Linked DNA regions of Mus musculus: all the other regions are linked to region 1. The links are chromatin contacts, called in public Hi-C, HiChIP or PLAC-seq, Micro-C and promoter capture Hi-C maps. All regions are on one chromosome and are shown on one strand. The core of a region is the stretch at or near the end of the contact, and the rest is flanking DNA. Distances in the headings are between cores, read along the strand shown.

Region 1 (4,738 bases), core at 2,188-4,687:
AATACATCTTTAAAAAAAGATTATTTAAAATGTTTGTTATTCTAAAAATATAAAAATCTGCTTTGCTCCCATGCTTTAAAAAAAAAAATCACTCATCCTTACTGACACACTACATGATTTTTATATTTTCATTTACCCATGAAATATTCTGTTTAAATATTCTCTTGGGCTGGGTATTGTGGCACATGCTCAAGGCCAGCCTGGTCTACACAGTGAATTCCAGGACAGCCAGAGCTACATGGTGAGACCCTGTTTCAAAACAAACAATAAACAAGACAGTTTGTGCCTGTAATCTTAGAAATGAAGAGGTGAAGGCAGGAGGATCATTGTAAGTTCAAGGCCAGTCAGGGTGACATAGAGAGACTGTTTCAAAGGCCCAGCAGAGCTTTCCAGTTCACGCCAGTAAAGCAGGCAAGGGTTGGCATCTACTGACACTAATAATCCCCAAAGAAGTTCTATAAATTTTTGATTTTTTTCTTTAAATTTTAATTTGAAAGCTAGCCTATTTCACTGCACATCAGAGAATCTAAAATCCAGCACTTGAAAGGTGGAGAAGTAAGGTCACAAGTTCAAAGCTAATCCATGTTTCATAGCAGGCTCATGTCTAAACAAACAAACAAGCAAACCAGAACGAGGAGGGAAAAAAGGTCCAAGGAAGAGCGGAAGCTCCCACATCTCATTTTCAGATACATCATCTTCACAGTGTGGTGTCTCAAATTCGGATGCATCTTTCAGTCAATGGGTTCTCATCACAGATTAGTGGCATTTTTATCCGCAAGTGATGCATTCCAAAAGTGCCAATGAATGTTTGCAATGGCAGAGCACTGAATCCTATATACACTGTTCTTCCCAATCATTTATGCAAATAATAAACCTTCATTTACAACCAAGTGTAAGAGATTGACAACAACTAGCAATATCAAATACCTCAATTATATTCTAAAATAAATTATTTTAAACTTAGGAGGTGTAACTGAAACTTTACATTCAGTATTTTCAGACTGATGTTAATCTCAGGTAACTGAAGTGACAGGAAACGAAGCTGGGGACTTCTGTATATAAAGTCGTCACCACGGTCCAAACTGACATCATCTAAGACTGTAAGAAACAAAAGAGCAACTCCTCGGCTGTCCTACATGGCTGCTCAAAGTGACGACTCCATTCTTACGTCTTACCCACACACCACACCACACACACACACACACACACACACACACACACACACACACACACCACAACATCCACAAAACCACCTACTCCCCCACAGCATTCAATGGTGAGTATCTCAGGCACATAGCTACTCTCAAACCCCACTGCTTTCTCTGAGGTACCTTTTTTTTGACTCTGCTTGGCTGGCATATCACTCCTCCTGACTTCTGTAAAATGACTGCCACTACTCCTATCTAGTCTTCTGGTCTGCAATTCTTGCCAGACTCCTGTACAGAACCCACACATTACCCCTTTTAGATGAAGCTCTAACTCTTAGGACATACACCACATAACAAACCTACAGTAAAAACCAAACCAAACCAGCAAGCACATCATATGAGGAGGTCCTCCCTCTTCAAGTACCCCCCCCTTAAGATTTACAGTTATTTATGTGTATGTACATTCACACGGCACATGTGTATGGGATGCCCGAGCTAGAATTGTGGGTCATGTAGACACGAGTGCTGGGATCCAAGTGGTTACGTCACCTGGACGGGTGACGTAACCACGGAGCTGGCCCTCCAGCCTGTGCAGGAGCCCTTACCTTCTCTGTAGAATACGTTCCAGCTCGAACTTTTGTCGTCAGTGCTTGGATTTGTGCAGTGACAGCCATCACCTGAAATTAGCCAAGTTAAACCCGAATAGCTCACCCGACCACAAGTAATGTCTATGAACAGTGAAGGATAAATACTAGATAATGCCGCCTAAAAAATGATCTGAAACGCTGTTGCTGAACACCACTGAACTGAGCGTTTCCAACAGTTCTCCAAGAGGCAGAGAAAACATCGTCATGGTGCTGTCTAAAGATGAGGGAGGGGGTCATTAAGAAACCAAGTGAAGGGGGTGAGGAGCCCGACAGTGGCGATGAGGGCTGTGACTTTTGTTGTTTGTGGGGTTGTTTTTGTTTTTTGAGATAGGGTTTGTCTATGAAGCCCAGGTTGTTCTGGAACTCACTATACACTCCAAGCTGACCTTGAACTCACAGAGATCCACCTGCCTCTGCCTCCTAAGTGCTGGGTTTAAAGGTGTGCACCATAAACAGGCCAAGGAGTGTAATTTTATCTGTACCACTAGAACTTACTATGTAAATGCATATTAAGTGGCACTTATAGCCACTATTTTGACAGATTGTCAACATCTGTTTTCTTAGTTATTATTTAAATAAAGGAGTTTGGGTATAACTTAAAAAAAGTTTTCTGGGGGGTGGCTGCAATCGGAATGTAAAGTGACTAAATAAAATAAATAAATAAGTAAGTGAATGGGGGAAAAACAGCTTTCTGTATTTCTTTGGGAGCTGAATGAATTATTTTGAACTTTCATGAAGCGCATATAAGGCTTTTATTTTACACCTAAGATAATTTTGTAGTATTCGAATCATCAAAGTGTGTGGATGAGACTTATGAAGTCAAAGTTAATCCCTGACTGATTTATTCTAAAAGACATACATACTCACCTGCTCCTGGAGGTTTTTCAAAAGTGTTATCGAACTTGACACGTCTGACTCCAGCACCTCCTACAGATAGGAGGGGACAGTTAAAGGTGATCAATTTCTTACTTTAGGCGATGATGATTGCAGAACGTACTGCCTATCAAACTCCCTCCTTTCCTTCAAAACAGTCGCGACTTTTGGGTCGTTTTCCCCCCGCACAGGGGCAGGCAGCCTCGGCACACAGCCAGTCTCCTCCCACCACACCCCCCCCAATTTACTGGAAAAGACCGGAGATTTCATCGCCAAACTTTACGGCTGCCTTTGCCCCAGCCACATTGTACATGTGACGCTAGCTCTGCTCGGAACATTGTCCCACCTTAAGGCCGGGTCACCGCCCGCCATGGTCACGAGACTCTCCCTACAAAGCTCATTCTGAAGAGTAATTTGGGGTTAGCCTCCTGTCCGGAACCAGCCAACCTGCAGCGTCTGACCCTCCCTCTCATCTGACATACGATACCGCTGTGTCAGAGTGAGCGCATCCCTGAGACAACTCTCATCACTCTCATCATCCATGGTGCCAACGGTTTGCCTCGATCCGTGGAGGCGAAAGGAAACTTTCACAGATTCCTTCCTTTCCGGGAAGAAGCAAGGAGACAGAACTCACCGGAGCCGCCATCTTCGCAAAGCCCACCCTTTCCGGGCCCGAACTTCCTAGGAGCTAGCGTGAGTTCATAGTTTTGATAGACAATCACAGTTTGCAAATTTCAGCCAATGGAAGTAAGAGATCTTTCATTTCCGCTAATCGGAGAGGCGGGACCTCACCTAGCCAATGAAATAAAGAAACTCCCTGAATGTGTCAAACGCAGAGGCGTTCTTAAGGCGTAAAGGTGGGCGGGGACAGAAGCATGTGATTCGTGATTTACAGAGAATGATGGATGCTAATTCCAATAAATATTGTGCAGATTATTGATTGACAGCTAGTGCAACCAGTAGAAAAAAGAAATTAGTTATGCAGCCCGAGAGCTCATTGGCTCCCAGATGCCGCAGAGACAGTCTTTCCACGGCGTTTTCCGTGTAGTGCCAAAACAGACCGCAGGGTGGCGGCTTCCGTCCGTTCTCTGATGCGGCAGGGTTGCTGGGCCGCCATTGGCCCCAGGACTTCCAAGTGCGCCTTTCCTGGTTCTGTGACTGTCCTTGAACAACAGTGGAGCCCTTTTCATCCGTAATTTGGATGGTTGGGATGGAGGAGCGGGAACCCAAGGTTCAGAAACCGTCGGCCGCATCACCGGCCAACCCTCCCCGTGCACGCCTAGGACTCTGCGCAAAGGCCGCATTGCGCCCTGCATTCCTCTCGAGGGAAAAATCGACAGGCGAGGAACCGGCTCAACCTGCGTGCCTTTCTCACTGCTCCACTCGTCCACCGCAGAACGTGGTTAAAACCCTGGCTGTGCATATTTCCTTTGTCCCCGTCATCTTTTCTCAGTATCTTCCAACACGCCCACTCCCTCGCCTCTCACGGGCTGGAGGATTAGGTGGGAGTTATAACTCCCACTCTCCGTCTGCATTACACAATACAGCGCTAGAAAGGTCCTCCTGGCTCGGAGTTTCCTCGCGCAACAGAAGAGCAGACCTGAGCCGGGAAATCCAAAGTGTAGCTTTGGCCTTTAATCCCAGATCTCTTTAGTCAAGAGACAAGCAGAGCTCCATGAGTTTCAAGCCAGTCTGGTCTACATTGTGAGATCCCATCTCAATAAACAAAATGAAAACGGGGCTGGAGCGATGGCTCAGTCAGTGGCCAAGAGCACATATTATTCTTGCAGATGACCAACGTTCCATTCCCAGCACCCAGACAAGACAGCTCACAACTACCTTTAACTCCAGCCCCAGGGGAATTTTAGTTCCTTCTGACTTCCCTATATACAGACATAGGCATACATAAAAGTGATTGTTTTTTTGTTTTTTGTTTTTTGTTTTTTTTTTTTAAGCAAAAAAGAGTAATCCTTTTTCTATCTTGAATTCTGGGTGAAACATTCTAGTTTCTACCTATTTGGGAACTACATAAAATGGGACAGAGGGTTTGCCTGTGATATTTATTTGCTG
Region 2 (4,534 bases), core at 1,258-3,757, 760 kb after region 1:
CTGTAGACCAGGCTGGCCTCCAACTCAGGAATTCACCTGCCTCTGCCTCCCAAGTGCTGGGATTAAAGGCGTGCACCACTACTGCCGGGCTGATAATATAATTTCTTAGGAGAAAGAATGGAAGAATCACAGAGTATGCCCCCTCTACTCTCCCATATCTTATATTGTGGAGCACCTTAGTAATGAAGCCTCTAAGGTCTTCTCTGACTTCTGATTTGACTTAAAACCCAATGTGTCTTTGCCAGTCATCAGATTTACAGTGCTAGCATCATCTTTTGCATGCCCAAAGTATTGGAGCTTTGCAGTATGGCCGAGTTTTAATTATTTGGAGAAACAGAGGTCGTTCATGTCAGAATGAATAATTGTTAGCAAGTGCAAACATCTTCTGGGCATTTATCATGGGCTCTGGACTTTGCTGCTTAATGTTTGACATTATTTCATTTAACCCCAACGAAAACAGTGCTGTGATTCAGGTATTGTTATTTCCATGTCATGGAGATGGAAAATGAGACCATAGTGGCATATACCTGAAATTTCAGCACTCAGTAAGCAGAGGCAGGAGGATTGCAAATTTGAATCCATTCTGGGATACATAGTAATTTCCAGGCGAGGCTACATAAAGAAACCTTGTCAAAAAGAACACAAAGAAGGAAAGCAAGAATTAAATGTTAAGTGATCAGTCTCAAGTTAAGTAATTAGTAGTATGTAGAATCAAAGTTTAACACCCTCTTTGTCTGACTCTGGAACTTGAACTTTTATCTACTATCCCTCTGCACATGAGCTTTTTACACATAGTAATGTTCTGACTCACACTACTCAAAACCAATGACCGTATGAATCCCTATTGAGAGTTTAGTTATGTTCATATACTGAACACAAAACAAAACTTTTCCGTATTGTTAATTCAGGTAGCTGAGAAAATCTGGAGTTCAGAATGGCTTTGTCTTAGAATGAGTATGCTTGTCTCAATAAGTGATGTCTTGCATTGATTCTGTCTTCCTAGGGAACTCCTATGAAGATGTTAATGACAAAGATCAAAGGCTAAGACACTTCTGGAAGGTGCTGGGATGATGGCACAGGAACTTCTGGAAGAATTCATTACTGGATAATTAGAAACAGCCAGTTAGCCCATTTGGCCTTAAGTTGACGACCAGAGGAATCTGTTCTACTTGTGCTGAGACAGGGAGAAGGGTTCAATTGCAGATGCATTTCATATTATGTGGAGTAGGAACCCGTCTGGTTATCCTTCCACATCCCACCCACTCTACAGTAACACAAGAGCACAGAGGCTACATTTCTAGGAGTGCAAACTTCTCTCTTGTGAATATGGATTTACCTCTTTTAACAGACTAAGGCTTTCCAAAGACACGAGTGATTCACTGGAACCTGGGCAGGGCTATTTACGTCTTATTGGATTGTGGCGCTAAGTGTTTCCGGGCTAAATACAGATAACAAGCGACAGTAGTTCAGTTGCGGGTTTAGAAATGCTGCTCAACTAGTTAGGCAGGGCAGTTGGAAGTGTCTTAAACGCTGAAATGAAGTACCGGATTCTATGCGGGTAGACTTTTTAACTGAAAGATGAGATACTAGGTTTAGAAGGTCGGGTTATTGTGAACTTGTAATGGCAGTGCAAACCAGAAGGCAGAACTTAAGTTTTCTTCAGCTAAAACGCTAAAAAGCAGTTAATTGTACTTGTTAAAACCTCAAACTTTCAATTCTTTTTCTATAAAATGATTCAGAGGATCAGGTTGAAACAAATATGCTCTTTGGAGCCATTCAAGGAATATTATAACAATACCTGTTGTACAATGTCAGTTTGCTGCTGATCCTGACCCTTCACTCTACGCACAAGTGACTATCTCTCTTTTTAGACAGTGACTGATTAACCTAAAAATTCCTACAATATAACTACAGCTATTGGACCTCCTTGGTACTCAACGAGCGTTTGTTGAATGAATGAATACCTGCTGGCTTAGGTTCTTCGTGGGGCCCAGATTCAGCCTTCCAGTTCAGGATCCTGTAGAGGTCAACCCTCTCCCGCCAGTGTAAACCGGCGCTTGGCCCGTATAAGCATAGTTCTCACTGCGGAGGAACTTGACCTGCTCTAATGATCGGTCATAGGCATCTGAAGATAGAGCTTTTAAGAGAATTAGGGCCAGGCAGGTTAAGTCCCTGGACCGCCAGCTTGGTCTCTAAGCAGATTCCCAAGCTAGACCACTGAGGGGGATCAAAGAGAGCCGGAACTCTCTGGGAAGCGTCTCTGTCCGCTGTTAAACCTCTCCCCTTGTTCCGGTCACAAATCTCGTCGCCAGAGCAACAGAGGGCGTCAACAAACGCAGGGCGGAAATAAGGCTATAGTACACGTCTCCAGAGGGGGAGATAGGCCCTGCGCAGGAGCATTAATTTATTTCCGTTTGTAGTTCTCAGTCTGGGTATGCAGCCTGTGTCTGCGCATTAATTGTGACGCACCAAGGCTGGCCTTTACGCCGGAGCCAATTGGCCCGCCGGTGTGGGCGTGGCTAGGGCCCGCTAACGCGCACGCGCGAGCCACATCGTCTGTGGTCGTCCGGTATCCGAAGTCCCCGTGTTCGTCATGTCGGCGTCTGTGGTGTCCGTCATCTCCCGGTTCCTGGAGGAGTACTTGAGCTCCACTCCGCAGCGGCTGAAGTTGCTGGACGCCTATCTCCTTTATATACTGCTGACCGGGGCGCTGCAGTTCGGCTACTGTCTCCTCGTGGGCACCTTCCCCTTCAACTCTTTCCTCTCTGGCTTCATCTCTTGTGTGGGCAGCTTCATCCTAGCGGGTAATGATTCTGTATCCTGGTCATAATGTCCCACTTTGGCGCGCAGCTTCGTCCTCACGGTACCCTTTGGTAGTTTGTAGAAGGCCGTCGTCTGTGAAGTCACGCTTACTTCTTGGGATCCAGGAAGCAGGCTCAGAAATGTCACGTTTCTAATGCCTAACAGGAGTTGAAACTGAATATGTAAAGAAATAGTCTTCTGGTGTTCGTCGCAATTAATACTTCTCTAAGGAAAAATATCCTACCTTGATGAAACTTTAACACAAATTTAAAGTTGGTAGAGCTTTAAATTAAAATGCCAAGCTGAGACATTTCTATCACTTTGGCCTAATCCCTACTTCATCTAGGAGAAGACTTTGGTGATAGTATAGGAATATAAATATTAGTGACTGCTTGTGAGGAGGCAACCCAATTGATGCTGGCTTTTTAGTTGCCCCTACTTATTTCTGTGCATAATTTATGTGCTTTTTCTCTTTACCCTCAACTCAATTTTTATTCACACAATTGTGTATTAGCTCTTCTTTCTTCTACACATTTAATAACCTTACAGACTTCCAGGTTTAATGAGGATTGCCGCCATGGATTTCATCTGAAGTCTGACTTTTCTTGCCCCATGGAACTGAGAGAATACTGGGAACAGGTTTGGCTTAGGAATGTTACTACCAAATGTATCATGGTCAGTCAGCAGTGTTTTGGGGGTTTATTAGCAATTGTTTTCCTCAGTGAATTACAGCTGGTTTGGGCAGAGACAAAATATAGCATTGGACTTGTCTGGAGACTTGATTTAGTGTCTTAACATAAACCTCACGTCACATGTACACATTCACATTGCTAGGTCAGGCCCACTGGGAACAATTTTACTTTTCAGAACTTAAATAGGCCCCAGCCGACTTGTGCCCCAGTCAGAGCTAGAGCTGCAAAGTCAGCTTATTCAGTGGTCATCATAGTGTCTTTGGTTTTTGGTCCAGTTTCTGGAGGCTACACCCTAACCATCAGGATATGTTAGCACCATTAGCCAGGTCTGACAAACCTCTCTACTGTGCCCAGTACTGTTCCCGACAGAGAACAGTAAGAGGCTGAGAACCTCTTACTTATTTAGCCTCTGGTTATGGAAGTGTAGGAACAGAGTGGGGCTAACAGCTGATTTAAGTAAGGTCTCTCCTGTTGAAGCCACCCATCTTCACAAGCCTCTGAGTTAAGTCCTGACTTACCAGAACTACATAGAAAAAAAGTGATTTGCTGGAAAGTTAGGTTAGTGCGCTCACACTCTCTCTTTCATCCCATCTGTCTTTCTTTTTTTTTTTTTTTTGGTAGATGACTTTTGCTTTTTTTTTTTTCTTTTAAAGATTTATTTACTTATGTGAGTACATTGTAGCTGTCTTCAGACATAGCAGAGGAGTGCAGAAGATCTTATTACAGATGGTTGTGAGCCACCATGTGGTTGCTGGGAATTGAACTCAGGACCTCTGGAAGAGCAGTCAGTGCTCTTAACCACTGAGCCATCTCTCCAGCCCCAGCCCCAGCTTTTGCTTTTTTTTTTTTTTAATGTTCTTTTAAAAGTATTTTTGTGAGCATCTTTGTGTGCATATAATGTATTGTAAAGTGTCATTATGTGTCAGTGTGCATGTGTGTGTATATGGAGGTTAAAGAGCAGAAGTATTCATTGGCTAGACTGAACTGGCTGGTGGATAGAGAACTCTGGGGAGGGAGTGTCTTCCTGTTGTATGGTGTCT
Region 3 (4,554 bases), core at 54-2,553, 770 kb before region 1:
CAGAGTATTTACTTGCCAAAGGTATCACACAAGGGGAAGGGTGGGAAGCCCTTAGAGCTGCTACAGAGGCCATCACAGCAGCAGTGGCTCGATTGCAGGGCCAGCACACCTATCCTCATTACAACACCCTGGCATAGACCCTGGGCCTTCCAGCTCCACAACCCCTACTTAGTAGCTGCTCTTGCTGAGCAGGGATTCCAAGAGGTCCTTTAGTGCATACTGCGTGCCTCATACCTTACCTGCACCACAGGTAGATTTATATAGCCCAGAGGCATTGTCAAGAAGAATAAGCTAACTTGAGCTGGAGTGTGTGTGTGTGTGTGTGTGTGTGTGTGTGTGTGCCGCTTAGTAGGCAAAATTCTTGTCATGCAAGCATGAGGACCTGAACTCATATTCCCACAACTAAAGTGACATTGGGGACAGTAGCCCATGTATACCATGCCAGTGTTCCTACAGCAAGATGAGAGACAGGAGAATACTGGGACATTAACAGGCTAACACATAGCATTATGCACACAGCAGAGAACAAACTGACCCTATCTCAAACAAGGTCGAACACCTACACACACACACACACACACACACACACACACACACCATGACATGCACCCCTTCACCACATGCATGGTCATGCACACACATAAATAAATTTTAAGATAAATAAGAAAGCCAAGCATGGTGGCGTACACCTTTAATCCCAGCATTTAGTCAGGAGGCAGATGCAGATGGCTCTCTGTGAGTTTGAGTCAACCTGGTCTGTATACTCGAGTCCCAGATCAACCAGGGCTCCAAAAAGAGACCCTGTCTCAAAAGTAAGTAAGTAAGTAAGTAAGTAAGTAAGTAAGTAAATAAATAAATAAATAAATAAATAAAATAAGGGCTACCTTGGTGGAGCAGAACTCGGTTCTAAACTAGTCCCATACTTACTTGGCCAAGCGATTTAAACTTTAAGTACTTGGGTTTCCTCCTCTATAGAAAAGAAAACACGGTTGATCTAAGAAGCCAGTATGTGTACCTGGCCCAAGACAACCCTTACTAGAAGCGTTACTCCGTGATCTTAGGACCATAAAATCCTCCTGATCTCCATCCTCCCTTCATCAAAATGTGGTTGGCAAGCGGTGGAGCTAAGGGGTCCAAGAGAGACTGGCTATCGTGGGGAGTCAATCGTTCCTGGATGGTGAGGACACCTTTTGTGGCACGCCCAGTGCCTGGGCGCTTCTCGGGTGGAAGCAGTTTCAAGGCACGTGCACAGGAAATAGCCCCAAAGTTTTCAATGCTCCACCCCAGGGGGCGGAGATAGAAGGAGCCTCTTATTTGAAAGGGAAGTTGTGAAGTCGCTCATTCAAAGTCCGGGGGAGCGACCTGGGAAGCGGAATTCGGGGCCTGAACCTCCGTGCCTTGACCTACTGATTGTTCCCTTTGCAGACCCTGCCTTCCTCTCAGTCCACACTCCGAGCCGTAGACGTCGGGTTTCCAGCTCCGTCTGTGCACACATAACTCCAGGAAGCCGCTAGCTCCCGACGATGTCTTCTGTCAAGTTATGGTGAGTGGGGAGTGAGCTGTGTCTCCGGCACACCCACACAGGTGGCCCGGGGACACACTCAAAGGACGCCTTTTCTGAGGCAGGGGACAAAGCTGGGGGTGAGGCGGGCAGCAGTGGGGAGGCTAGACTCGCTGCCTACGCTGCCCACGCGCAGTCACGGAATCCCGGAGCTTGGGAGACAGAGGATGCGCTAGGCTGGGGGATGGGCCCCCTACCGGACAAGAACCTTTCTCAGGCCTACTGGTGCGTCAGCGGTTCCTCTGGTGAGCCGTGAAGAACTGAAGAAGCTGGAGTTTGTGGGTAAAGGAGGGTTCGGAGTCGTGTTCCGGGCACACCACAGAACATGGAACCATGATGTAGCAGTCAAGATCGTGAACTCGTGAGTGACCCCAGCTGTAGTCAGAGTGTGGTCACGAGCCTGAGTGGGGCAAGGGTGGGGTCTTCCAGAGCGCAATCCAATTTTGGCCCCCTTTCGGCGTGTAGGAAGAAGATATCCTGGGAGGTGAAGGCTATGGTTAATCTTCGTAATGAGAACGTTCTGCTCCTGCTGGGGGTCACTGAGGACCTCCAGTGGGACTTCGTGTCCGGGCAGGCTCTGGTGACAAGATTCATGGAGAATGGCTCCCTCGCAGGGCTGCTGCAACCCGAGTGCCCTCGGCCCTGGCCACTCCTCTGTCGCCTGCTGCAGGAAGTGGTGCTGGGGATGTGCTACCTACACAGCTTGAACCCTCCGCTCCTGCACCGGGACCTCAAGCCCTCTAACATTCTGCTGGATCCAGAGCTCCACGCCAAGGTTAGTCCATCTACAACCTAGTGTAGACTTGGGACCATGTTGAGTACCTGTCCCTCTGAATACAAGACTACACACATGACAAGACCCAACTAGGAGTTTTATTTCTAGTCATACCAGGTGACCCTCCTTACCAGACGCCCTTCTTAACCCCCTGGCTCAGTTCCACAGGCCTAATGCACCCTCACGGACCCAGGCTGACTTATCTCAGGCCTGCCCATCAGCAACTCAGATCTCCTGCTAAGTTCTCAATGACTTTACCTTCCCTCTGGTCCTCCATAACACCTTCCAAAAAGCTGAGGCTGCTGCATCTTCTGGGGAGCAAGAGAGGGAAAAATCTCTGACCCCCCCCTTCATCTAATACCTTCCCTTTCCTTTCCTTTACAGCTAGCAGATTTTGGCCTGTCCACGTTTCAGGGAGGGTCCCAGTCAGGGTCAGGATCAGGATCAGGATCCAGGGACTCTGGGGGCACCCTAGCGTACTTGGACCCAGAGCTGTTATTTGATGTCAACCTGAAGGCTTCTAAAGCGAGTGATGTCTACAGGTAAACCATCCACCCCAAACACACTCCAAATCTCTATACCAATTTGGGCCCTTCTAAAGGGAATGATACAGGAAAGAAGTCTCGCCAGAGGCCATCTAAGCCTCCATTTGTGTCTGTACAGCTTTGGGATCCTCGTGTGGGCAGTGCTGGCTGGCAGAGAAGCTGAGTGTAAGACTCCAAATGGAGTACCCGAAAGCACCTAAACCCCCCTGGAGCCCTCCCTTTTACCCTGACCCACTAACACACTGCCCTCTTCCCACCTCACCTCTCACTTGGATGACTCTCCCTGCTCCTGTCCGCGATAGAATGGGCTGTCCCCTCATTTCATGAATTCCTTATGTTATCCCCCAACTCCAGTGGTAGACAAGACTTCACTAATCCGGGAAACAGTGTGTGACAGGCAGAGTCGTCCTCCACTGACAGAGCTGCCTCCAGGTAGCCCTGAGACTCCCGGCTTGGAAAAACTGAAGGAGTTAATGATTCATTGCTGGGGTTCCCAGTCCGAAAACAGGCCATCCTTCCAGGGTGAGTTGGCCGTATCTCTGGCAACTAGGGTAGGCTTGGGTCTTCAGCAGGGAGCTCCTCCAAGGAAAGAAATCCGACTCATATACAACTCGCTGTTGTCTTTCAGACTGCGAACCAAAAACCAATGAAGTTTACAATCTGGTAAAGGACAAGGTAGATGCTGCTGTCTCCGAGGTGAGTTTCTAGCACTGCCTTCCCATCCAGGAACTGTTGGGAGATGGCACAAGTGGCTCCCTTAACCATTCAGTTTATCTTCACTGGCCACCATTATTTAATCCTTGGTTGTCATTCCCATTCACCAGAACCTACTCCTTAGTCTCCAGAGACCAAGAAAATTTTCACTGGGGTTTACTTTGGCTGCCCCAGCTCCTGACAACAAGGTCCCCCTGTCTGCACAGGTAAAGCATTATCTGTCTCAGCACAGAAGCAGCGGCAGAAACTTGTCTGCCAGAGAGCCAAGCCAAAGAGGCACAGAAATGGATTGCCCGAGGGAAACCATGGTTTCTAAAATGCTGGACCGCCTGCATTTGGAGGAACCCTCCGGACCAGTTCCTGGAAAATGTCCTGAGAGGCAAGCACAGGACACATCAGTTGGGCCTGCCACACCAGCAAGGACATCTTCTGACCCCGTGGCTGGCACTCCTCAGATTCCACATACTTTACCCTTCAGAGGCACAACACCTGGGCCAGTCTTTACTGAGACTCCCGGTCCTCACCCCCAAAGGAATCAGGTGAGACACTGGCAAGACTAGAGCACACCCTCTTACCCAGGAGAACTGCACGGTGATGAGATTAGGCTCTTGAATAGAAAGCCTGAGAGCTCTGTGTTGTTTGCAGGGAGATGGAAGACACGGCACTCCTTGGTATCCCTGGACCCCACCGAATCCAATGACAGGTACCCATTCTTCATTCTCTCTTGCTCTCCCCGCTCAGCTCTCCCATCACCTTCCTCCTCAGCACTTATCTATAGACATGAGTTACTCTGGAGGTGGGAAGGAATGACTAGAGATCATCTAACCCGATCTGCCTCGTTTAAGACGAGGAACATGACATCCACTAGGAGAGGATCCCACTGAGGTCACACAACGAAAGAAAGTCGGGATTGGCTGACTTTTCCCAGCACAGAGTCTGTGAGCCCCCACAGTTCCTTT
Region 4 (4,811 bases), core at 288-2,787, 640 kb before region 1:
TAATTTGGTTTTTCGAGACAGGGTTTCTCTGTGTAGCCTCGGCTGTCCTGGAACTCACTCGGTAGACCAGGCTGGCCTCGAACTCAGAAACCCACCTGCCTCTGCCTCCCGAGTGCTGGGATTAAAGGCGTGCGCCACCACGTCCAGCTTGGAATATTCTTTATTTTAAAACAGGTGTTTGATAGGTATCCCAGGCTGGCCCTGAACTCTTGTTTTGTTGTTTTTGTTTTGTTTTTGTTTGTTTGTTTTGTTTTTGAGACAGAGTCTATATAGCTCTAGCTGTCCTGGAACTTAGTATGTATACCACGCTGGCCTTAAACTCAGAGATCTGTCTGCCTCTGCCTCCTGAGCATTGGAATTAAAGGAGAAGGCCACCACACCCTTGAATTTTTAATCCTCTCTCCTTTGCCTACCTAGTAGGTGGGATTACAGGCATGACCCACCTGGCTTGGCTTTTCAACTGAAAAACATTTTATTCCATTATCCCAAATGATTCTGGATGGGTTGTGTCCCCTGCACACTGAGCCCAGGGGAATTATTTCTTCAAAGTTCTAAATACCAGTTTAGCCCGCTTTTGCACTCCACCTGTGAAGCAAGCTCAGGTAGTGTTTGGTCCTCGTCCCGTAGAAGGATCACTAGACTAGGAAAGCCTACTCCAATGTGGGCTTCGGTCAGTTCTAAGCTCACAAGTGCCAAGTGTTGTCACACTTCCTGACTCCATGTTAAATGACTCCCTTGGTAATTTGAAATCGGACATGGTAGCTAGCTGTGGTGGTTCACGAATGTAATTCCAGCACTTGGGAGGCTAAAGCATGAGAATCAAGAATTCCAGAGCAGCCTAAGTTGCATACCTAGTGAATTAAAGGTTACCCTTGCCTTCATAGTGAGATCCTACCTTGAGAAAGGAAGAAGGGGGGCGGGGAGAGGGGGCGCGGGCGTCTGCAGCAAGAATAGTTTCAGAAATTGGCAAGCACTACAAATCCATTTGTACAAACTCACATCTGTTAAAATACTGTTGCTGAGGACGGTAGAAACCAAAAGAAATCCTTTCCCAGGGCAGCCCTCCTAGCCCTTCACAGTGGCTTGAAGAAAGTCTCAAAAACCTTACGGACCCACCCCTTTATAAGACTAGATTTTCATTCATTGCCCATGCTGATCTCAACCCCCTGCCTAGGCCTCCTGTGTAGCTGTGGTTAAATCACTTTGGGGTGCAGACACTACATTCTTTCTGCTTATACTGTTGCTGAAGACTAGTTTTTTATACTGTCAAGATTCTGACATGAAGACAAGATGAGTGCAGAGTAATAAACTCATGAGATGAGGTCTCAATTTCAAGACAGAAGTGCACAAAGAAAGCTGTGGCTTCTCTAGTGAGAAGTGAGTTGGGTGGTGTAAGGAATACTTTGTGGCCCGCGCCTTGGAGGGAGGTGTGGTCGCCGGTTGCAGCTATTCTCCCCGCAGAGCCTCCGAAGGCGCTCTTGCGCTGTCGGAGGAGGCCGAGCGACGCTCTAGTCACCCGGGCTTTGCCGGTTCTCTGTGGCTCGCCCGCCGCCTACTTGGCCGCCATAGAATTGGGACACACTCAGCGCCAAGTTTGGATTTGCGGGTGGATCATGACGCGGCTGCCAAAGCTTGCGGTTTTTGATCTGGGTAAGGAACGGCAGGGGGATTTTATAAGGCGCTTCCCTTTTCCGCTCCCCGCGGTAGCTAAGTGTCTGCACTCCTCCAGCTTGAACCTTCTTCCTCCTTCCTCTTGCAGATTACACGCTCTGGCCTTTCTGGGTAGATACACACGTAGACCCCCCATTCCACAAGAGCAGGTGAGACTATAAGAGGTATGGGACCAGAAAAGACATTGCGGGAACTGAGCGTTCTGTCATATTCTCCAGCGATGGAACTGTACGAGACAGGCGGGGCCAGAACATCCAATTGTACCCGGAGGTGCCCGAGGTCTTGGGAAGACTGCAGAGCCTTGGCGTGCCTGTCGCCGCTGCTTCTCGGTGAGATAAGTAACTGTGCTGCAGACTCAAGTAGATGCATAAAGAAATTGCACTTAACTCCCTGAGTACCGAAAACTAGGAAGTGCAAATGTAAAAATATTTTCGTTGCTTTTCTTTCTTTCTTTTTTTTTCTTTTCTGTTTGTTCGTTTGTTTTTGTTGCTGTTGTTTTCGAGACAAGGTTTCTCTGTGTAGCCCAGGCTGTCCTGGAACTTGATCTGTAGACCAGGCTTGCCTCCAACTCACAGAGATCCACATGCCTCTGCCTCCCAACTACTAGGGTTAAAGACATGCGCTATCCACTGCCCGGCCTTCGTTGCTTTTCTATCATTAGCTTTCTGTACTTCTAAATTACTAAAGATTAGTTCAGCGCTAGCTATGTCGGAATCTCTGGAACTGAATAACAGGGCAAAGTTGTCCCTTTATCCCCTTATACCTAACTTTGCCTGCATCTCTGGCACTCCCCTAATGCATGTATTTAATGCCTTTTTTTTTTTTTTTTTTTTTTTAAGGACAAGTGAGATACAAGGGGCCAACCAACTCCTGGAGCTCTTTGACCTTGGCAAATACTTTATTCAGCGGGAAATCTACCCAGGCAGCAAAGTCACACACTTTGAGAGGTAGGCAGACAGCTGGTGTGGGAGCAAGTGGACTACAAAAGAAGTCAGCTTGACAAGTGGTTACCCCTGCCTTGTTCTTCACAGGTTGCACCACAAGACCGGAGTTCCTTTCTCTCAGATGGTCTTCTTTGATGATGAGAATCGGAATATCATAGACGTTGGCAGACTTGGTACTGAGTCACTGCTGGGGGGTGAGGGGGGGGGAGTTCTTAAAAGAAGATAAAGTAAGTGTAGGGTGGGTAGTATACGGCAGAGCCTTGAAAGTGTGGTAAAATGTGACTGCTCTTTGTTCCAGGCGTTACCTGCATTCACATCCGGGATGGGATGAGTCTTCAAACGTTAACTCAAGGATTAGAGACATTTGCAAAGGCCCAAGCTGGACTCTGAGGTCCAATCCTGTGGATAAGCCTCATCTGCAGTGTAAAACTAAAATCAAGAAAGCCTTGTCAGGGGCTCTTGTATTAAAGTGTCCACGTGTGACAGTCAGGGTTCTGCCACCGTATGGGTTGTTTCCATTTTTCTTTTCTTTTTCACAAAGATTTATTTATGTATATGATACTGTCATTGTCTTCAGACACACCAGAAGAGGGTATCGTATCAGATCCCATTACAGATGGCTGTGAGTTACCATGTGGTTGCTGGGAATTGACCTCAGGACCTCTGGAAGAGCAGGCAGTGCTCTTAACCACTGAGCCATCTCTCCAGTCTGTTTCCATTTTTCTAACATGTAAACTGAAGTTGTGTCCTGATTAGAGTGCACCAGGTTGTTGTTTCCTTGTGTTGGAACCCACCCTGAGACCTCCTCCAACGGTTTCAAATAGTGGGGTGCCATAACGCTGTGCATTTCTTTGTAGGGACTAAAAGTTAATACTGTTTGGAAATAAGGTTGGGGCCGGCCGGCCTTTTCTGGTAGTAGGGAGTAGCTCAGGAATGAGCCAACCATAGCACGAGGCTTTGTCCCTCCAAGGTTTTAATTGCGCTATATCCTGATTGATGATGTCATGGCTATCTATATCCTGGAGGGATTGGCCAAGGCCCTTCTCAGAATGGTGATAGTCTAGAGGAAGGCAGGCAAGCCGAGGGATAGAGGCGGGAGAGAGAGAGCAATGAATGGACTCTGGACTCGGCAGACTCTTTAGGAGGTGTGACCCTGGGAGACATTGGGCCTCCTGGGAGGTGCTGGCCAGAAGGGAATGGGAACAACAAGAGCCAGGCAAGAAGAGGCCCAGGAGACAGGCTGGCCTGAAAACCTTGACCCAGCCTGGCACCCTGTTGCCAGAGGCCAACCTTATCCAACCGCCTTGTCCCAGTCAGCCTTGAGCTGGACTGAGTCAGGGGGTGTGAATGGATGGTGGTGAGACAATTGTTAACTCCTGTGGCATGCATGGGCTTGAGGGGACTGCTTTCCAGGTGGCTGTATCCAGTCGTTTCTAAAATGTTGTTGCTTACTTCATTTGAATAAAAGAGATCCAAAGTGAAAAGGAAAGACAATTTTCTTTAAGCTGTATCTGCTGATATGGGTGTGTCTAGAAAAACTCATTGGCAGTATAATGTGCAACTCAGCAATACAGATGATCCCAAAAAACCAAGGCAGCATAGATGTAGGCTCTGGATACCATGTTCAAAAAGGCTTACCGTTTTCCCGGTGTGACACTGAGGTAACCCTGGGAGGAGCCTTCACGACACATATACCCAATTACAGTAGTTTATGGAAAGCTGGCCGTTCTGAGTTTGGGGGATGTGGGGGATGTAAAAAGGAAAGGATGTAGGAGCGTAGATGGCGAGATGAGCAGGTCATGAAAGACCTTGTATATTCCAGAAGCATTTTTGGGTTATTATCCCGTCAGCAATGCAGAGAGGATGGGAGGGTTTAAAGCAGGCAGAAGGCACCAGACTTTTATTTGCAAAGGTTATTCACTATAGAAATGGGGGGAGAGACTGGTACATTGTCTTCCCTGTACCCCAGTCCCTTGAACTTCCTTTAGTTTGATCATGTAGAGCAGGATCTTTGACATCAAGACAGACAGCAAGTGGGACAGTGGTCATCAAATGTGACTTAAAATGAAACTAAGAAGGTGCCAAAGAACATGGGCTTTGGAGTCTGCTTGCTTCTTTTATTTTCCTCTTTTGAGTCAGGATTTTGCTATATATAGTCCTGGCTGACCTGGACTCATGTGAAGGTCAGACTGGCCT
Region 5 (4,513 bases), core at 1,126-3,625, 520 kb before region 1:
CTTGGGGAGTTTGCGGATAAGACCCTGTTCTTCCAGCAGGGCCAGTATGGCAGTGTTCTCAGCCTCGGTCCCATCACAGATGTGGATGCCCTCTGGTTGGCACAGATGCGCACTGCGCGCCACAAAGTCTCGAACTCCAGCCGGCAGCTGACTCATATCTCCACTGAGCACATGCAGGGTTTGGATGCTACGGCACGGTGACCAGCACCAGGGCCTTAGCCCGTGCCGGCTAAGCCTATCAGAGTCAAAACAGAGAGTCAACCATCCAGTGGCTATCATGGGAGACAAGCATTGGTGAGTGGGGCAGAAAGCCGTACCTCTGGGGAGTACCAAAGTGTGTCTGGTTGCAGGCACCATAAGACCAGGTTCTGGGTTGTGGTGGGTATGTGGAGTGAGTTCAGACTACCTGTATCTGTGGCTTTTATGAGGTTTGTGTCTCCCATCGGGGAGGAGAGGCAGTCAAGCCTCTGGTCCAAGAGTGAAGAAAATTGCCCAGATGAGAGCTTCATGAGCAATCTTAAAGAAGCTCTTCCATGGCCTTTTCAATCAGTTTTGATGTTCAAATGGCAGCTACTATTATCTGTCTCCTTCGGTGTAAATGCCTCCAACAGAAGGCATAGCTCCAGATGGTAAAGCCCTCTCCCAGTGCCAGCCAGGCTTTAGGTTAGGATTCTCGAATGAAGACAACGGATGCTGGGGTTTCAGGTAGTGCCTCTGTTCACCTGGGTCAACAAGGGTGGACTAGCCAAGGATGTTTTAACATAGGGAAAACTGGATCAAGAAGAATAATGCCATTGGTCCATGCCTAGATTCCTAGAAGGGCAGGGTAGTCTCTGTATTGTTTGTCCTGCTACCCTCCTGGAAGATAGTAGGGTCTGCTGTGATTGGTCTGGACAAAAGAAGGTAAAGAGATGTAGTTACCCTTCTCACATGCCAGGCCTCACCTGCCAGAAACCCATAGTAGGCCTCGATGGTGTGGGCCTGTGCATTCCCTGGCTCTCCTTAGAAGCCTTAGGGGTTGATGGTAGGGTCAGAACCTGAGAACACAGGCTACATTGCCTGGGAAGGGAGAAGAGAAAGCTCTTGGATGTGGGAGTTTGGGCCTGGGTGGGGTGTTTTCCAGAAGACAAAAAAGGCAGCATACTTTGTGTGGCCCCAGGGGGTGGGGGCACAGCAAGGTAGGTCTCTTTGTGTGTTTTTCTGCACATGACAGTTTCCCTGAGAAATTAATTTTAAATGCATGATCCTGAAAGCTTTGATCCCCAGGTATTGGCTCCAGTTGTCTTATGGGAAGCACAGCTTCTCCCAGCCCCACCCCAATTCTCCTGCACGCCCCTGAGAGGGACCTTCTCTCTATCCTTCATAGACCACTCTCACATGGATTAACCAAGTAAACTGCGAAGAAGAGATAAGGAGTCAGTTTAGACTCTTTTACATCCTAGACCATGGAGAGAGGGGTATACGGAGAAGAGGCCCGGTTGTATGGGGGGTGGGGCAGGGGGAGCCAGCCAGGACAAGCCTGGGGTCCAGGACCTACTGGGGGAAGCCGGCCAAGTTAAAAAGGCAGTCTGCCCTCCTCCCATCTTGCTTGCTTCCTTCCTTCTCTCCCTCCCTGTCTCCCTCCCCCCCTAGTCCCCAGAGGCTTCACTGGGCTTCGTGCCAGGTTCCGTTCTGTTCTCAGGGAGGCTGCAAGTGATGTTTACCTTCTACCGTCTTTAGGGAGCTTTGAGCTCGGGTCCCCGGGGCCTCAAACCCTATGGCCTCAAGGCCTTAATGGTTACTCACACACTGAAAGCTGGACTAGGAGCCCTTGGTCTGAAAGAATTACATCTGCTAAGTAGAGCATTTGCAGAGATAGGGCTCAGGAAGGCAAAGGAGAAGGGGGAGGAGGTTGCGAGTGGCAGCTAGAACAGCACACAAGCCGCAGGGAGGGACAGAAGAGCACAGAGGCTGGCTAGGAAACCTGGCATGGCTGGGGATGGGAATGCGGAGGGGGGGGGGGATGCACCACCGTGAGACCCACACTGATTAATAGCCACCCTGCCAGTCTCTTCCTAGGATGGGAAACAAGCGGAGGAAGCCCGGAAGGTGGAGCGCGGAGTGGGCCCCGGGCTATGGGTCACTCACCGCAGGCCGGGGAGGTACATAGCAGCCATGGCACCTGGACTGGCGCTGCGGGATGGCCACAGGAACGAGCGCAGTCGGGGAGACAAGGAAGGCGGGGAAGGAAGGAGCATAGCAAAGCCAGAGGGAGTTGAGGTTGGGCGGGAGGCGCTTAAAAAGGAGGCGGGCAGTCCCCGGGGCGGAACCTAGCTGGTTCTCTCGCCCTTCTGTAGGCCGGCTCACTAGCCCGGGCTCAAGGCCCCGGGCTGGGTGAAGCCTCCGCCCCACAGTCATCACATCCTCAAGCCATTGGAGGCCGGAGTTCAATTTGGGATCCGCCCACTCGGCCAGCCACGCTGTAAGATACTGATGTAACTTTGAAGGCTGTTGCTCCTTAGAGAAAGCAACCAAGAGATGTCGAATGCAAAACAAGTTAAGAGTGAGGGATGAGACCAGGGCTGGGGAGCCCAGGATAACAAGATGCCTAAACCCTCAAGGTCTAGGTTTGCTTTTCCAGAGCACTCCTAGCCTCAGGCTTTTCTTTTCCAGGGTCCCAGATGCTAACTAAGCTCTCCTTAGTCCTCAAATAATAACAAAACCAAACTATTGTCCGTGCCCAGCTTCTTATCAAGGGAGTTTCCTCTAGCACCATGGAATTGGTGGGGTGTTTCAGGCTTACAGACATATCCTTGGTCCTCTAATGCCCTCCCCCACCTAATCCCAAAGAGAGTCCTTGTGTAATTTCTCAACATTTCATTCCAACTTGAGACCATTGGGTATTCAAATGCTGTACCAACCCAAACTCAACGCATCCATGATGCTCAGAATCCTCTTTCTGGTTGCAGCACTGTGACTTTCTTTGGAGAACCATCAGATCATGTGGGTCTGACCTTGCTTCTCTTAGGGCCAGTTTGTGTGGCCCACACCCTGGCCACAGCAATCAGGATGTTCAGAGACGGGGGCATGGGATCCCTGTCTGAGACCTTTTCTAACCTTTGGACATGAGCTCCTTTTTTTGCTGGATTGCTGAGTCTGTAGAGTCTAAGTTGGGTTCTGTTGGGTGTCAGCTTGATAATGCAAAGCACCAACCTGCCTGAGGCAGAGGCAGAGCAGTGAGACAAAGATCAATAGATGTCCCCTAACCACCCCAGTGGTCTTTATTAAGACTGTCTGAGGGCTTCTTTAAAAACCCCTTCTTCTTTTGGGGGTTAGGATGGAAACTGTGAGCAGAGATGCTCAGTGCTGTGGAGCCTGAGTTATGGCAGGGTCTCCCTAAACAGCCAAGGGCTCTCTTCCTCTCCTACTCTTGCTGGGGTAGGTGGTCCAGAGTTTCTTATTCTTTGGAGGCCATGTGGACCTTAGAGGACTGTGTGGACCTAAATGGTCCACTGCTCTGTTGCTGTAGCCAAATTATCTGTCATACCTGGATATGAGCTTGATAAAGTGGTTATTGAGAGCAATGCTAGTACCACTATCAAAGGTAGAATGGATGTTGCTGTTAAAGTCTCAAGAGGCAACTGGTCCCTATATCAGCCCAGGATGCTTCAATGCCTGCCTCATCATCATCTCCTCCTCCTCCTCCTCCTCCTCCTCCTCCTCCTCCTCCTTCTTTTTCTGAGACAGGGTTTCTCTGTGTAGCCCTGGCTGTCCTAGAACTCACTTTGTAGACCAGGCTGGCCTCAAACTCAGAAATCCGCCTGTCTCTGCCTCCCTAGTGCTGGGATTAAAGGCATGTGCCACCACACCCGGTGCCTCATCACCTTCTTATATCTGCATGTCTGTATTTACTTTTGAATCACAGTCTCCCTATGTAGTCTGGCTGTCCTGGAACTCACTATGTAGACAAAACTGGCATTGAATGCAGAATCTGCTTCCCAAGTGCTAGTTTTAAAGGTATGTGTCACCACACCTCTTGGCATCTCCCAGATGGCAGTTTTCTCTGGGCAGCATGTCAGATCCAGGACGCACAGTGGAAGTAGGGACAGAGAAGGTCATGTTAGTGAACTTACTGTTCAGCTCAGGCATGACCTTTGCCCACAGCTTTGGCTGTACCAGGAATGAAGGGATGTTTTGGGTAGCCCATGGCCATCACAGCACAGCTTTTCGGTGTGTGTGTGTGTGTGTGTGTGTGTGTGTGTGTGTGTGTGTGCGCGCGCGCGCGTGCGCACACGCGCATCTGTGTGTGATCCAAGGTCTTCTAGAGGACAGTAGTCATAAATCCCTTGATGGATGACCTTGGGCCAGGGATTGCTAAGCAGACTGTGGAACAGGGGGCATTGATGACAAACTTGAATGAGATGTTGTACCTCTCCTGGTCCATACCCATCACAAACAGAAAGGGCAGAGATGATGTCCCTTTGGGTCCATCCTCCCAGTCACCCCACCTTTCCTCACAACAGTGAAGACCCCA
Region 6 (4,339 bases), core at 685-3,184, 810 kb before region 1:
GGCCTAGGAGAAGCCCGGGGCGAGGGCAGCGGAGAGCTCAAGCCAAAACGGGAGGCTGCTTCATTAAGTTCAGACTCCACCTCGTCGCACGCTGCATACAGGGCTGCCTCGTCGGAGGCGTCCGAGAAGAAGCTCCACGAAGACAGGCTGCTGCTGCCAGGGCTCGGGCTGAAGAAAGCGCCTCCGCCCTGACCTCCAGCCTCTCGATAGCCCCCAAAGCCTTCTGGTGGAGGGTAATCTCTAGGAGAGCCGTCCCCCCAAGTTTCAGATGTGTCCTCTAGCGAGGTCGGCGGGTCAGGCGTGGGAGAGATGGAGGTAATCCGGATGCTGGGACACTCAAGAACACGACCACCCCCAGCACCCCCTGCATTACCTCCTGGGCCCCCCAGCCTCACCGACCTAGCTGGCTGGCTCTCCCAGGTGCCAGGTGAAGGGGCGGGACGGGGCGGTGGTGAGTGCATCCCTGGCCGAGGGGGTGGGGGTCGGGGAATCCCAATAGGGGCAGCACCATAAGGAAGGGGTTCCCCCAGGGCCAAACGACAGCATGGAGGGGTATCCTCTGAGTCCAGCTCTGTCAAAATGGAAGGGAAGTAGAGGGAGAGAGAGAGAGAGAAGCTGGTGAAATGTCTACGTTTCTCGGATGGTCAGCCCCTGAAGCCTGATATGCTTAGCTAGGAGAGGTTCCCCTAGTCTCCGGACAAAAGCAAAGTTGAACATCACAAGACAGAAAAGAGATACAGGCATGCCAGGACCTCATACTCTAACACTCTGGTCCTGGGCAGGTGGGCTGGGGTGGTTTGGGGAATTCTAGAGCCAGGCCTGGAGGTGTGCTTGCCCAGGCTCTGGGCTGGGCTGGGGGCGACTCACACATGAACCCAATTAGCGACGGTTCCCAAACCCCCAAATGGTGCTGGCAGAAACCCCAGTTACCATCGCAACTGTGGCCTGGGGGTGGGAGGGATGGGGGCATGTCTGTGGTGACGAGGGGAGGTGACTCCTCCCTCGCCCCCCCCAAAGGGGGCGGGGGTGCAGTCGAAGGGTGATGCGTGCGGGGCCCAGCCAACGGGGGGGGGGGGGAGAGGGGGTAGCGGGCAGCGCGGATTCCGTGCAAGCGGCGGCCGCCGCCCCCGACTCGTTCCCCGCCATCTGCCTCTCATTGCGGCCAGACAGGGGGAGGGGGAGGGGTGTCCCTGCGCTGCCCGAGGGAGCCCCCAGCCCCAGGCGTCGCGTCTGCAGAACCAGGCCTAGGTCCTAAAGCCTTTAACTCCAGGGCCAAACCTCCCCTTCCCAAGCCGGCACCTCCGGCTCTTGGGGGCCAAGGTTCCCTTCCGCACCCCATCCCAGAGACAGTCGGCCTAGCCGGCAGGCGGCGCATAGCCAACAACACCCCCACTCCCACCCCAGTTAGGACCTAAAAAGGAAAAAAAAATGATGCCGTGGCCCCCAGCCTCACTTCCACAGCCTTGGTAGTCCCTCAGCTCCCTTCATCCTCTGACCCACCTCACCCTCTCACACACCCCAGGCTCCCAAACTGGAGATTTCCTGGCCCTTCGGTCACTGGCCAAAAGACCCCTACCCAGCCCCGCACTAACCTTCCCCAGGACCCCCAGGGCCCAGCGGGGGGGGCTCCTTTTCCTCTCCGAACACCAGCTTAAATTCCAGCTCCTCATCCTCGCAGCTTGCGGCCCCCATGGATCCGGCCGGAGCCCCCAGGTCCCGCCTGGGTGGGAGGGGGAAGCTCTGGACGCTGCTGTAGCTTCACGCGAGGGTAGCTCCCTCCCTCCCTTTCTCTGAGACGCCCCCTCTTCTGTCGCTGCCGCCTCCCTCCGGACGCCCCCTCGTTATTATAGAAACTTTTCCAAACTTTTTTCTCCCAAACTTCTTCAAAGCGGCCCCCCCCCAGCCTGTCTCTGATTGGTTACCCGGGATGCACCGGCCCCTCCTCCATGGATGAGATGGGAAAACCACGCGCCCCTAGTTCCCCCCCCCCCCGCCCCCGGTCATCTCTCCAGTCCCACCCCCTCCAAAGAGGGAGAAAAAACTGAATTGGAAAATGGTCCCTTCAAACGTTATAGAACCCTAATGGTACCTATTGGCCCACAGTTGTGACAATCATTTCCCACCGAAAGCCCAAACCTCAGCCTATTTAGTCCCAGCGTAGGGGGTGGGGAGGTCCGGGTCCCCTCGCCTTAAAGAGGCCATATTTTTGTCACCCGTCCCCCATTGTAGCAGGCCCACGGTACATTCTGAAGAGCAGGATAGCCAAAATCTCCCAAGAAAGGGCACCTCACTGTCCTTTCCATCCAAATCTTGAGTTGAAGAGAGATCTGGGATTGAGAGAGGCTCTGAGCTGCTCTGTAGAGGAGGCCATTCCTCCACCCTCGCTGAGACCACTCTACCTGGACCTCCAAGGAGCCTTTGCAGTTCTTAGCCACCACCTCCACAAGCCACCCCCCACCATTCCCTTAAGATGAAGAACTTCTAGCTGTCCCAGAAGCCTCTCAGAACTTTCGAACCCCAGGAAGCCTTTGAAGGCCCATAGCCCGCTGGGCGTAGATCCAGGCCAGGCTTTGCTGATACCCTTGTCCCAGCCACCTAGATAGGCCATTAATTAGCCTTGGAGGAGATAGTCGGCTCCTTCGTCCCAAAAGCTGCAGATCTCTGGGCTCGCTGATCCCAAGACGTTCTGCTCCCGGCCATCCTAAATTCCTGGCCGGGTTTAGAAAAGGCCAGAAGCTAAAAACTTAGGCCCACCGGCTGGACACCTGTCACCTGGGCAGGGAAGGAAGACCCGGTCAGGAGTTTCTAGGAAGGGCGAGCATAAAGAGGTCCCATTTGGAAGAGAAAGAATAGAACGGGAGATTCTTGATTCGGACTGGAGGCGCTGCAAGACAGGGGAGCAGTCACCATTCTCCTTGCATGCTTACCACATGCTCCAAACTTCCCTAATAAACCTGGCAAATCTCCAGTCTCTAAATCTCTCAGGCTCCGACCCGCGTCCCCCAACAGCAAACCCCAGTCCAGCACCTAAAGGGTTAAGCGCCGGCCCTCTGGTCAGACGTTTACAAACACTCGGGAGCCGGGCGGGGACCGCGCCCATTACTCTAATGAGAAACAGGCTCTGCGGGGCAGAGGGAAGGGGGGCTGGCCTGGCGGGCCTCAGCTCCTTGGCGGCGGAGGCGGCGCCCCTCCCTCCCCTCAGTCCTCCCTCGAGCCAGTCCTGGGGACCCCCCCAGCCCCCGGGGACCCCAGTGACGTGCGGCGCTGCCCCGGCTGCAAGCCCAGGGCCGCGAGGCGGGAGGGGCAGGGAGGAGAAGCTTGGCGGGCGGGAGAGAAGAATGTTCCGAGGCCGAGCCGGGAGAGGGCCTGGTTTGATTCCCCCCTCCCCGCCCCCCTCTCTCCCCTTGGGTTCTTCTCAGGTTACATTCCCGTCTTGCTTCACCTCCGAACTGGAGGAACTCACGGTTAGGGGGCGCGAGGAACACCTCGAGAACATCTACCACCCTGCACCTAAGAGAAGGGTGGGCAGAGGTGGGAATCCAAGGAGAACAGACCCGGAAACTCGGCCGGGGCCCTGCTCCCTCATACCCCCCGCTCAGCGGCACAAGCAGACGCGCACATTCTTTTCAAATGTCATATTTCCTTTGATCCTGGGCAGTGTTTCTCCATATGTCTGGCTCAGCCTCTGCCCAGCAAACCACCTCCCCACCCACCCCGCTTTGTTTTCCTGGAGAACCCTCCCCCTTCCCTCGTCTGGAAGACCAGGGCTGGCTGACTTCGACTTTCTTTCCCTTCTCCTCCCAGTGACTCAATTTCCCCACCGTGGTGTTGCAAAAGAAAGGAGGCAGAAGAGAGAACAGTTTGGCGCGAGTGAGGTATTAATGTCAATGATTTCTCAGAAAGACAAACTATTTTGGAGTAGGGCATCTTCTATTGCAAACTCTCCAGTCTGCCGAAGCTTAGACAGAGGGACAGAACATATGACCTCTGATTTGTCCACATTGGCCTTGAGGTCGAGGACTGGTAGTTAAGTTTAGGTTGTCCTACACTACTGCCCCCTGGCGACCACAAAGCACAGTTGCCCTTCCTTCCTCTTGGCGGTTTCTCCTGCCACCTTGTGGGTTTTATACCTCCTCTGCCCCCTAGCGTACCCACCTGAACAGAGTTCACTTGTAATTAGACTTTGCTTTTTGCTTTGTTCTGTTCGTTCAGTTTGGTTGCTCTAAAGCAGCTGTTCTCAACCTGCGGATCCCCGAAACCATCAGAAATACCAGATACTTATATTATGATTCATAACAGTGGCAAACTTACAGTTAGGAAGTAGCAACGAAAATAATTT

The links. Promoter capture Hi-C pulls out the DNA fragments that hold promoters and counts their contacts. Hi-C and Micro-C count contacts between places; a contact is called where the count stands out from the background. HiChIP or PLAC-seq counts read pairs in DNA pulled down with a chosen protein or histone mark. Capture Hi-C pulls out chosen DNA fragments and counts their contacts.
Region 2: a promoter capture Hi-C map of adipose tissue shows a contact between it and region 1, with 2.1 times the contacts expected there. The contact joins the promoter of Dad1 here to the promoter of Ngdn in region 1. A contact is called at or near these places in 1 of 39 promoter capture datasets (pre-B cells), 1 of 115 datasets of contacts at active chromatin or transcription factors (fibro-adipogenic progenitors) and 2 of 9 other capture datasets (adipose tissue and liver).
Region 3: a contact with region 1 is called in a Hi-C map of B cells, with 8 read pairs. The contact joins the promoter of Ripk3 here to the promoter of Ngdn in region 1. A contact is called at or near these places in 3 of 39 promoter capture datasets (liver and pre-B cells) and 1 of 484 Hi-C or Micro-C datasets (B cells).
Region 4: a contact with region 1 is called in an H3K27ac HiChIP or PLAC-seq map of cardiomyocytes, with 5 times the contacts expected there. The contact joins the promoter of Mdp1 here to the promoter of Ngdn in region 1. A contact is called at or near these places in 5 of 39 promoter capture datasets (embryonic stem cells, hippocampal neurons, liver and 2 more) and 2 of 115 datasets of contacts at active chromatin or transcription factors (cardiomyocytes and forebrain).
Region 5: a Micro-C map of embryonic stem cells shows a contact between it and region 1, with 2.2 times the contacts expected there. The contact joins the promoter of Pck2 here to the promoter of Ngdn in region 1. A contact is called at or near these places in 13 of 39 promoter capture datasets (the 3T3-L1 cell line, 3T3-L1-derived adipocytes, the HPC-7 cell line and 7 more), 5 of 484 Hi-C or Micro-C datasets (the G1E-ER4 cell line, cerebellum, embryonic stem cells and 1 more), 9 of 115 datasets of contacts at active chromatin or transcription factors (the NIH/3T3 cell line, astrocytes, bone marrow-derived macrophages and 3 more) and 3 of 9 other capture datasets (adipose tissue, embryonic stem cells and macrophages).
Region 6: a promoter capture Hi-C map of embryonic stem cells shows a contact between it and region 1, with 2.5 times the contacts expected there. The contact joins the promoter of Nfatc4 here to the promoter of Ngdn in region 1. A contact is called at or near these places in 3 of 39 promoter capture datasets (cranial neural crest, embryonic stem cells and liver).

What each region holds. Positions count from the first base shown.
Region 1 is chr14:55,014,153-55,018,890 of GRCm38.p6, reverse strand. It overlaps Ngdn (neuroguidin, EIF4E binding protein), which reads right to left and starts at 3,437. Exons shown (of 11, transcript NM_026890.2): 1 at 3,303-3,437; 2 at 2,663-2,722; 3 at 1,754-1,825. The coding sequence starts at 3,314.
Region 2 is chr14:54,251,902-54,256,435 of GRCm38.p6, reverse strand. It overlaps Dad1 (defender against cell death 1), which reads left to right and starts at 2,507. Exons shown (of 3, transcript NM_001113358.1): 1 at 2,507-2,804. The coding sequence starts at 2,594. It also overlaps a transcript of Abhd4 not described here.
Region 3 is chr14:55,785,606-55,790,159 of GRCm38.p6, reverse strand. Ripk3 (receptor-interacting serine-threonine kinase 3) reads left to right here and starts at 1,303. Exons shown (of 10, transcript NM_019955.2): 1 at 1,303-1,543; 2 at 1,779-1,922; 3 at 2,027-2,336; 4 at 2,721-2,878; 5 at 3,000-3,046; 6 at 3,236-3,403; 7 at 3,510-3,577; 8 at 3,802-4,134; 9 at 4,241-4,298. The coding sequence starts at 1,524. It overlaps Gm32092 (a long non-coding RNA gene), which reads right to left. Exons shown (of 5, transcript XR_874644.2): 2 at 3,144-3,510.
Region 4 is chr14:55,657,177-55,661,987 of GRCm38.p6, reverse strand. Mdp1 (magnesium-dependent phosphatase 1) reads left to right here and starts at 1,537. Exons shown (of 6, transcript NM_023397.5): 1 at 1,537-1,650; 2 at 1,760-1,820; 3 at 1,890-2,000; 4 at 2,511-2,618; 5 at 2,703-2,788; 6 at 2,914-4,099. The coding sequence starts at 1,614. The coding sequence ends at 3,005.
Region 5 is chr14:55,538,128-55,542,640 of GRCm38.p6, reverse strand. Pck2 (phosphoenolpyruvate carboxykinase 2 (mitochondrial)) reads right to left here and starts at 2,375. Exons shown (of 10, transcript NM_028994.3): 1 at 2,128-2,375; 2 at 1-235. The coding sequence starts at 2,156.
Region 6 is chr14:55,822,390-55,826,728 of GRCm38.p6, reverse strand. Nfatc4 (nuclear factor of activated T cells, cytoplasmic, calcineurin dependent 4) reads right to left here and starts at 1,934. Exons shown (of 10, transcript NM_023699.3): 1 at 1,593-1,934; 2 at 1-571. The coding sequence starts at 1,692. It overlaps Gm41159 (a long non-coding RNA gene), which reads left to right and starts at 3,140. Exons shown (of 3, transcript XR_874646.3): 1 at 3,140-3,531; 2 at 3,805-3,875.